3 separate regions of the Drosophila melanogaster genome follow, and all the other regions are linked to region 2. A link is a contact called in public Hi-C data. All regions are on one chromosome and are shown on one strand. The core of a region is the stretch at or near the end of the contact, and the rest is flanking DNA. Distances in the headings are between cores, read along the strand shown.

The links. Hi-C and Micro-C count contacts between places; a contact is called where the count stands out from the background.
Region 1: a contact with region 2 is called in a Hi-C map of the Kc167 cell line, with 1.9 times the contacts expected there. A contact is called at or near these places in 3 of 107 Hi-C or Micro-C datasets (the Kc167 cell line, the S2 cell line and eye imaginal disc).
Region 3: a contact with region 2 is called in a Hi-C map of the Kc167 cell line, with 2.4 times the contacts expected there. A contact is called at or near these places in 5 of 107 Hi-C or Micro-C datasets (the Kc167 cell line, the ML-DmBG3-c2 cell line, cellular blastoderm embryo and 2 more).

What each region holds. Positions count from the first base shown.
Region 1 is chr3R:24,581,434-24,584,169 of dm6, reverse strand. REPTOR (Repressed by TOR) reads left to right here and starts at 1,306. Exons shown (of 5, transcript NM_170151.2): 1 at 1,306-1,457. It overlaps CG13625, which reads left to right. Exons shown (of 1, transcript NM_143015.4): 1 at 1-1,103. The coding sequence ends at 1,033.
Region 2 is chr3R:24,316,897-24,319,785 of dm6, reverse strand. Nab2 (Nuclear polyadenosine RNA-binding 2) reads left to right here and starts at 1,367. Exons shown (of 5, transcript NM_142986.4): 1 at 1,367-1,571; 2 at 1,665-1,890; 3 at 1,945-2,889. The coding sequence starts at 1,530. BRWD3 reads right to left here and starts at 786. Exons shown (of 15, transcript NM_170139.3): 1 at 629-786; 2 at 319-377; 3 at 165-194. The coding sequence starts at 671. It also overlaps asRNA:CR46093.
Region 3 is chr3R:24,056,918-24,059,896 of dm6, reverse strand. SMC1 (Structural maintenance of chromosomes 1) reads right to left here and starts at 1,610. Exons shown (of 11, transcript NM_142954.4): 1 at 1,098-1,610; 2 at 894-1,042; 3 at 667-835; 4 at 1-608. The coding sequence starts at 1,496. Hsp68 (Heat shock protein 68) reads left to right here and starts at 2,587. Exons shown (of 1, transcript NM_079750.4): 1 at 2,587-2,979. The coding sequence starts at 2,793.

The DNA of each region.
Region 1 (2,736 bases), core at 57-2,556, 260 kb before region 2:
AGACTCCGACCAAAGTCCGCCTAGGAAACGGAGAGACAATGACCAGTCTCCAGTGCGAAGGAGGCGGGATTCAGATCAAAGCCCGCCCCGAAGACGCAGAGATGACAAGCAAACGCCGCCAAGGAGGAGAAGAAACTCCGATCAAAGCCCGCCAAGAAGACCCAAGGATGTAGATCAATCGCCACCGCGAAGAAAACGAGACTTCGACCAAAGTCCAACCAGAAAACGAGACAAATCACCACGCAGACGTCACGACTCCGACCAAAGCCCGGCCAGAAATCACAGAAGTCGAGAGCGCAGTCCACCGCCTCGTAATCGCTTCAAGGAAGAAAGGAAAAGTCGCTGGGCCAAGGCATCGCCCAGCAAATCAGCATCTCCACCTCCGACACACAAGCCGAAATCCACCAAGACACTAGATGGCAAGAAAGCTGGACTGCAGGATGCGAAATCGCTGAAGAAGGAAACCGACGAAAGGCGTCGACAAGAACATGAACTATTCGAGAAAATGTCCAGCGAAATTTCCGGTCGTGATGGCGATGTGCAGGTGCGCAGTACTCGCAGAAAGGGACACCGAGCACGAGATGCCGCCAATGAGGATCCCGCCGAGCAGGGCCGCAAAGAGGAGCACGAGAAAAAGAAGAAGGAACTGTACGATCGCTGGGGCAAGGGGTTGAAGCAAATAGAAGATCACAAGTCCCGCCTGGAGGAGATGGTCCATGAGGCCTCCAAACCGGTGGCTCGCTATGCCAACGACGAGGATCTGGACAGGCATCTGCGCGAACAGGAGCACGCCGACGACCCGATGCTGGAGTACATGCGCCAGAAGCGCAAGAAACGCGACCAGCAGGACAACAAGCCGGTGATGCCCAAGTACGAGGGCAGCTTTCCGGAGAACCGATTTGGCATCCGACCAGGATATCGCTGGGATGGCGTCGATCGATCCAACGGCTACGAGCAGCGTTGGTTCGACAAACAGAACGAACGGCGGGCCGTGCAGGATGAGGCCTACAAGTACAGCGTGGAGGATATGTGAATGTTGCAAGCGTTGTTTGCTTTCGTGTTGCAATAAAGATGTAGGCACTGCCTGTAAAAAAGAAAAGAGCAATTACATTGATCGTTTTCTTTGTTTTATTGAATTATTTTGGAAAATAAAGAATGTAAATAGGTAATATAATATTTAATATTTATTTACAAAAATTTGATTTTCGAAATGCCCGCCACTTTCCCGCCAAATCGACGTGCCACCTGCAACACTGGTCGCCAGCGCAATGCAACCCTGTGTGTAGAATAGCGGAGCAAAAGCGAATGGTAAATAGTCTTCATCTACACCTGCGACCTGCTCGTCGCTCCCAAAAAATCGTTTCAAAACCACGGAATAAACCGTGTAACTGGGGAAAACCCATTGTAATTATCAAGTTTAAAGTGTGCCGCACATTTTGGCTTCAAAACCAGAATAGGTAAGTGACATCATCTGCTAAATAGAAGCATTCTAAGATTTTTGCTTTGTAAGCAATAGAGTATCGATGTGTGTGTGTGTATGTAAATGGTTCTGCTTTTGGTTGCTTTGTTGCTGCTTTCGTTACAGCGAACAAAGCGTAAGCAACTGTATATGTGTATCGAGTGGGACGCCAGTGGTGTGTGTTTGTTGCCCCGCCCCCAATAATTAGCATAAAACTCTCTTAACCACAACAAAAACACCACAGTCGTGTTGGTTTGTGCATTTGTGGATTGGGATTTCGGTGGTTTTCCTTTTTTTTTCAGCTGCTTTGCCTGCCCTTCGCCTTCAGCCGCAATTGTCGGTCAGCCGATGAAAAACCAGTTTGTTTGTTTGTTGGCTTGTAGCTGCTGCTGCTGCGGCTGATTGTTGTGATTTTGTTGTTGCTGCTGGTGCTGCTGCACTGCAATTTGCTTGGCGCAAAATTGGCGCCAAAAGCTTTTCAGCTGCAGAAACGTGTGGAAATGTTGAAATGTGTACGTACCATTCCAATCAGGCATTTGGCGCATGCACGCGCCTGTCGCTCGCTGCAGCTTCCATCTCGCTCGCTCGCGGCGGGATGCAAATACCGCAATCAGCTTTCGTTCTATCTCTTTCCCGTTGACACACATACACACTTCCGCACATCGCATTCATTCATGACACTGCTATTTACTCCCCCTCTCTCTCCCCTGCCCCTCTACGTTCTTCTTTTCGATTCCTTGTGTGCCATTTCGTGGTCTGCTTTTATTTCGCTTCATTTTGAATTAATTGCACTTCGTTAGATTATTATTTTTGCACTCTAACAAAGAGCCGTTCGTTTGGATGTTACTTTGTGTGCAAATGAAGATTTAGCCAATTTACACAATCGTAAATTTAATTTGCGTTAGTGTATGTAAATCCATAATTTTCAGTTTCTATTTCCTTTTAGCAATCAAGTGCTAATTTGATCAATTATGCGCCTTTGATAAATAAATAAATAATGCAGTAAATTTATTTGTTTGATATTCTCTTTAATGTTGTAATTGTGCACTTTTCATACATATTATACTCCTTTGTTCTTAAAAATGCATAAAGTGAAGGTGGTTTTAAATTATGCTATAGACTTTGATTTTTTTAAAAGGTATTGACTAATTGAGTTTTTTAAACTTCAAGTTTACTCATTTTAAATGCATGAAAAACAGTTCTTTATAAGTTTAACTAGTTTTTAGTTATTTGTTGTTAACGGCAGATATTACACGCAATGGACATCGCAAAGATGC
Region 2 (2,889 bases), core at 118-2,617:
ACAAGTGGGTTTTTCGTCGTTCGCTGCCGGCAGCAGAAACAACAACAAAACCAAAACAAAGCGTATAAACAAACGCGGTTTTCTATTTTTTTTTTGGCCCCCCTCTCAATTCGAGTCCGAAATATCTGTGCCAAAAACACAGCTGCAGCACCAACAAAACTCACCTTCTTCTCTTCGAGTTCCCGGATCAAGACCTACAGTTGGATAGAATTTAGTTTCAGAATTAATGTAAATGTTTGTAAACAAAACGAAATTCCGCTCTTTTAGCGCGAAATACGATTCCAATGCGATCTCGCGCGAGCGCTGCTTTCAACCCACCTTCGCCGTCTCCTCCAGCGGTCCCGCGGCCAGGAACTTGGAAATGAGGAAGTACAGCTCTGCAAGATAGAGGATTTCACGGGTTTTAGTGCAACAAGTTGTCGAAAATGCGCTCGCTGGGAGTCGTCAATATTCCAGATATATCTGGCCAAAGGGGCCCGTGAATTTCGCTTGGCGAAACGCAGTCGAAAAAACGCAGCCATTCGATTCGAAGGGCGAGCGAAACACAGACACACATTTCACAAAGTCAAAGGGGCTGCCTTTGGTAGCCCCGTTGGACGCACTCGCTGCGCCACCGGGCGGTACGCACCTGGCTTTAGATCATCACCGGAACTGGGTTGTCTAGTTTCCATTATTCATTGCGAATTGCAGCTCCGATTATGACAAAATTGCAGTTGCTTTCTTCTAAAATTCTTTTCGCAGCTTCTTCTTCCCGTGTGACACTCGATTGCCATTCCCACCGAATGAAATGCCTTTGCGTATCGATAGTTGGTGGCGGGGCTCACAAGATGGGTATCGAGTCTTAGCCGAAGGAGCCAATTTTCGTATTTGAATTTGAGATGATGCACTGAAATGCTTCGCAGGATTCTACAATCTAAGATATTTACTTCAAATTGAGAATTTTAATTCTCAGTCAAACATATTCGTAGCCATTGGTTTGGAATTTAAGCTTATTATGAAATTTATATTTAGCTATGTGATTAAATAAACTGTTTGCAATTATTCGCTTTTAATTTTCGAATGTAATTTAATAGCTACTACACAAATTCTTGATAACTAGACTTATGATTTAATGAATAACAAGTGAAATCTTTTTATATTTTTAAATTGTCCCATTGGTGTTGATTATTTTGAAGTTATGTTGCACTTCAGTTCATGGCCATGGCCAGGAGCATTTTTAAATTTCAGAAGTTTTTAATTTGCCATTTTAATTTCAAATGAAATTTCTGTAACTATTTATTATTTTAAAGCTATGTTTATAGAAAATCGATATATACATTATAAAACGTGTGAATTAAACGTGAATACCCTTAATGTCAAACGCACACCACTAGTTATGAATATCGGAGCAGCTGCGATATTTTTTTTTTTTGGGAGGTTTTGCCATTTTCTAATGTAACAAAAAGTGGAGTGTAGCCACAAAGTAAGCGTAAATAATAAATGCTCGCGGCGAATAAACAGCGAAAAAGGCGATAGATAAACCAGCAAACATGGAGTGCAATCTGGGCAGCGAGATTGGTCAGAAGATGCGCGTAAGTCATTGGAAAAAAATCAATGAACTCGTTATGGATACCGCTCGGATTGGATACTCCAATACTATATATATTTTTGCACTTCATTAATAGAGCGCCGTAAAGGCAAAGCTGCTGGAGCTGGGAACCGGAGGATCGGCCGGTTTTATAGACGATGAATTGCCGGACTACGTCATGGTCATGGTGGCCAACAAGCGCACCAAACAGCAGATGAACGCCGAGCTGAATCTATTCCTAGGCGATCAAACTGACCTCTTTGTCACCTGGCTGCACGAAGTGCTGCAAAAGCTCCAAGAGGTCACACTCCCCACATCCAGTGGTATGATGGATATGCTCATCATACTTAAGCACCCACTAACTCCAATTTTTTCAGCTTCCAGCAAGAAGCGCAAGTCTCGCGGTCAGGAGAAGGACAAAAAAGGATCCAAGAAGGATAAGCGACCGCACCGAAAGTCCGGAGATGAGCTGTCGGAACCACAGCCAAGTTCCTCAGATGCCATGCCAATTGTCAGTTCCATCACGGATGTTTTTGCCGAAGAGCTTCTCGAGAAGGCAAAGAAAACCATGGACATTGATCTCAGTGCCAAAGACGAGATCCTGCACAAAAAGAAAAATCGCAAGTCCATCGAGGATGAGGATGCATCGGCCAATAGGGCGCTGGATGTGCCCGCTGTGTCTGAGATCATCTCAACTACTATCGGTGTTAACCGGCAAAAAGACCTCGCTGAGCTGGCCGAAATCCAAAAGAAAATTCATGCAGCCAAGAAGCATTTACGCCAGATTGGCGAGATCGGGGATGAAAGCGATGAATATGATGAGGATCTGTTGAACTTGAGCGCGAGGGAGGAGTCTGTAGACCAGGAGCCAGAAGAGGATCCCCCGAAATTGGAGGCTCCACCACGAAAAGCTAAGAGCCCCATTATTTTTAACAGACGCGAGAAGACACCCGAAAAGCGTCCAGAGGCTGAACCGGAGATCGATTCCCGCCAGGAGGAGGCGGAGGAGAAGAGCCCCAAAAAAGATTCTTCGGCTGACAAGGCCAAGGAAGACCGGTCTGAAAGGCGATCGGTGCATGACCGTCTCGGTTCAAAGGCCCAAACGCCGGCAGATCGTTCGCAGCGCAACCAAAAGGAGCTCTATGTGCCGACCCATCGGCGACGGAGCGAACCCGAGGCCACCAAAGAGCGCAGTCAAAGAGAGCGCACCCGAGAACGACGCTCCAGCCGCGATACCTCTAGGGACACTAACCGTAATCAGCGCCAGCGTCGTTCGCCTAGTCCGGAGGCTCCAAGTACAAAGCAACGCATTGTCTCCCAAG
Region 3 (2,979 bases), core at 361-2,860, 260 kb after region 2:
TCCTCTACGGAGGCGCGACGATTTGTCTCCCCATCAAGCGTGTCCTGTTCGGATTTTTGCTCCCGGTTTACTGAGTCCAGCTCTGAACGGTACTGCGTAGCTGTGGCTTCCGCCTCCTGCTTCAGGCGATCGTACTCTTGCACAAGGCCCTCTTCCATGTTAACGCTTTTGCCGCGGCGCTGCGACTCGTTCTCGATCTCGTCCTCGAAACGTTTTTTCAGGGCCTCCACATCAGCCAGCTGCTTCTCCAGTTTCCGTATGTCCGACTGATGGGCATTGTCCGCCTCCCTGGCTGTTTCCAGAGTCTTCTGTAGGGAAATGAGCTTCTTCTTGCAGTGGGTAACTTTCTCTTTGGCCTTGATGTAAAGGGGCCTGCGTTTGTTCATCTGGGTTTCAAACTCTCTGATTTCCTGATCGATTTTGGCCAGGTCTCGGGTGATTTTTCCGGCGTCTTTCTTCTTTTCGCGCAGGATTTCATCGGCAGCTTCTTTTCGCTGTTCGACTGCTTTAACTTCCTGTTGCCTCACTTCCAAATCGCTCGTAAACTTCCGGATGTCCCTCTCCACGTGGAATAGCCTAAATAATTGATACTCCACTTGTTTTTCATTCTATTAGAATAAAAAGATGTAGCTAATTGGATAGAGTTGGCAGAATAAAGAGTCATACGTATTCATTTTGCAGGCGAGTGTAGCGATCAGCTTCCATCTTCTCGTGCTTGGCTTCTTTTCTTTCCGCCGCGATGCCCTTCTTCTTTTGGTAAGTAAACTGGGTCTCCTCCTCGGCAACAATCATTTCTTGTTTAAGTCGATTATAGTCGTCCTTAAGCAGGCCAGAACTGGAAAAGTGAACACGGGTCAAAAAATCCGGATTTTAGGTAAAAAATTAAAATTTACCCGCTAATTTCCTCAAATAGAGCAGTGCGTTCCTTGGGTGTCTTCATGGCTATGTTCTCAACAGCTCCCTGGAATACTAAAAAGTTCTTGGCCTTAACATTGATGCCAATTTTCTCCAGCTTGTTCAAGTACGTGCTGCTCGATACGCTCTAAATGGGGGATATGATTAATTGGCTAATAAGAGGATTGGTTGTCAATACGAACCTCTCCATTGATACGATATTCCGAGGAGCCGCCGATAACCGCCCTCTGGAAGTCCATGTGGCGCTCCTCGTTCAGCACAAATTTGGCGGTCACGTAGCAACTGCGGGAAACGGGCTTGCCAATGGAGGAGCCATGGATGAGGTCGTTCAGGCGCTTTACTCGCAAACTGCTGGTCTTCTCGCCCATCACGAAACTGATGGCATCCATGAAGTTTGACTTGCCTGATCCGTTGGGCCCAATAACAGCGTTGAATTGCTTCAGAGGACCCACAACTATGTGACCGCGGTAGGACTTGAAGTTCTCCATTTCGATGTACTCCAGGAAGGCCGTCTCGTCGTCCGGCTTGCGGACGGGCGCCGTCGCCACCCTTTGGGCCACATCGTCGTCCTCTTCGGTCATTCACACGCTCGATTGCAACAAATATCCAAGAAAAATAACAATATGAGCGCGAAATAATTTTTTTTCTCTTATGACAGTATGACCGTATCCGGCTAACGCCATCAATATCAGACGCTAGAGATGGCAAGGCGTAGAAAACAAACTATCGATGGGATACATCAGCGATAGTACAATTTTCATTTCAAATTAACCACTATCGATTACTATCGGTCGTCTTTGTTTACAAAATACAATTTGTAAACAAAAACATTTTAAAACTAATGAATAATTTATAATCTTGGGCTTATGCGAACCGAAGGCATTTTCGGTTTAAAACAATCATCACTGTAGATTTTCCAATGGCTTGTTCTTCATTTCAGGATCTTTTCATAATACCCTTCAAAAGGTCATGGAAATCAGAACTATATATATATTAATATGTACAATTATCTATACATTTTCATATGTATATTCATAATGCAAGCTGAGATTTTTTTCATTTGCTCTTGCATCTTAAAATTCCCTATTTATAAACACATTAAAGATTGTATCGATCTACGAAGTATTCTATATACATCCTATCTATGTACATCCTATATATGTATCTATATATTTATGTATCCTGGATATAGAGCAGTACGATTCTTTAAATTTTTGGAAATAATTAATTGGAATAATTAAGTTTTGAAAAGTGTGTTCAACTTTTAAGGTAATTGTATGTCATATTCTGCAGAGGAAATATTCCAATCAGAAGAAAAATACACACATATGTATTGCACATATAATAAAAGAGATATAAACCAAAAACAGAATCTAAAAATATGAATGGCTTAACGTATCAATCCGCAAATCAGCCAAAAATAGCTTGCATACGAATTTAGTTTAATGACCACTTGGAATGATGACCTATGTCAATAAAAAAAATATATTTCTCGAAATTTCCTGAACTTTCAGTCCTTTCAACTGACAATTTCCCCTGCGAAGTGCACACTAGTTGACTCGCTCGCACACACACGAACTGACTGGAATGTTCTGACCCTTTCTCGCAGGGAAATCTCGAATTTTCCCCTCCCGGCGACTGAGTATAAATACGGGCGCAAATTTCCCAGACGCTACATTTGAAATCAAACAGCCAAAGTGAAAACACTTCAGCAAACGAAAAATAAAAAGCAGTTCAGAGTGACAGTTGAAAACTGAAACGTCTTTACCAAGTGAAAAAATAGAAAAGCAAAACGCAAAGAAGCATACAAATTATTGAAAACTATCCACAAGAAAACGCACCCAAGTTCAAACTAAAAAGCAACAGAAATAGCCAAGATGCCAGCCATTGGAATCGATTTGGGCACCACATACTCCTGCGTGGGAGTCTTCCAGTACGGAAAAGTGGAGATCATTGCCAACGACCAGGGTAACCGTACCACACCATCGTACGTGGCCTTCACCGACTCGGAACGCCTTATTGGAGATGCCGCCAAGAACCAGGTGGCCATGAACCCCAAGAACT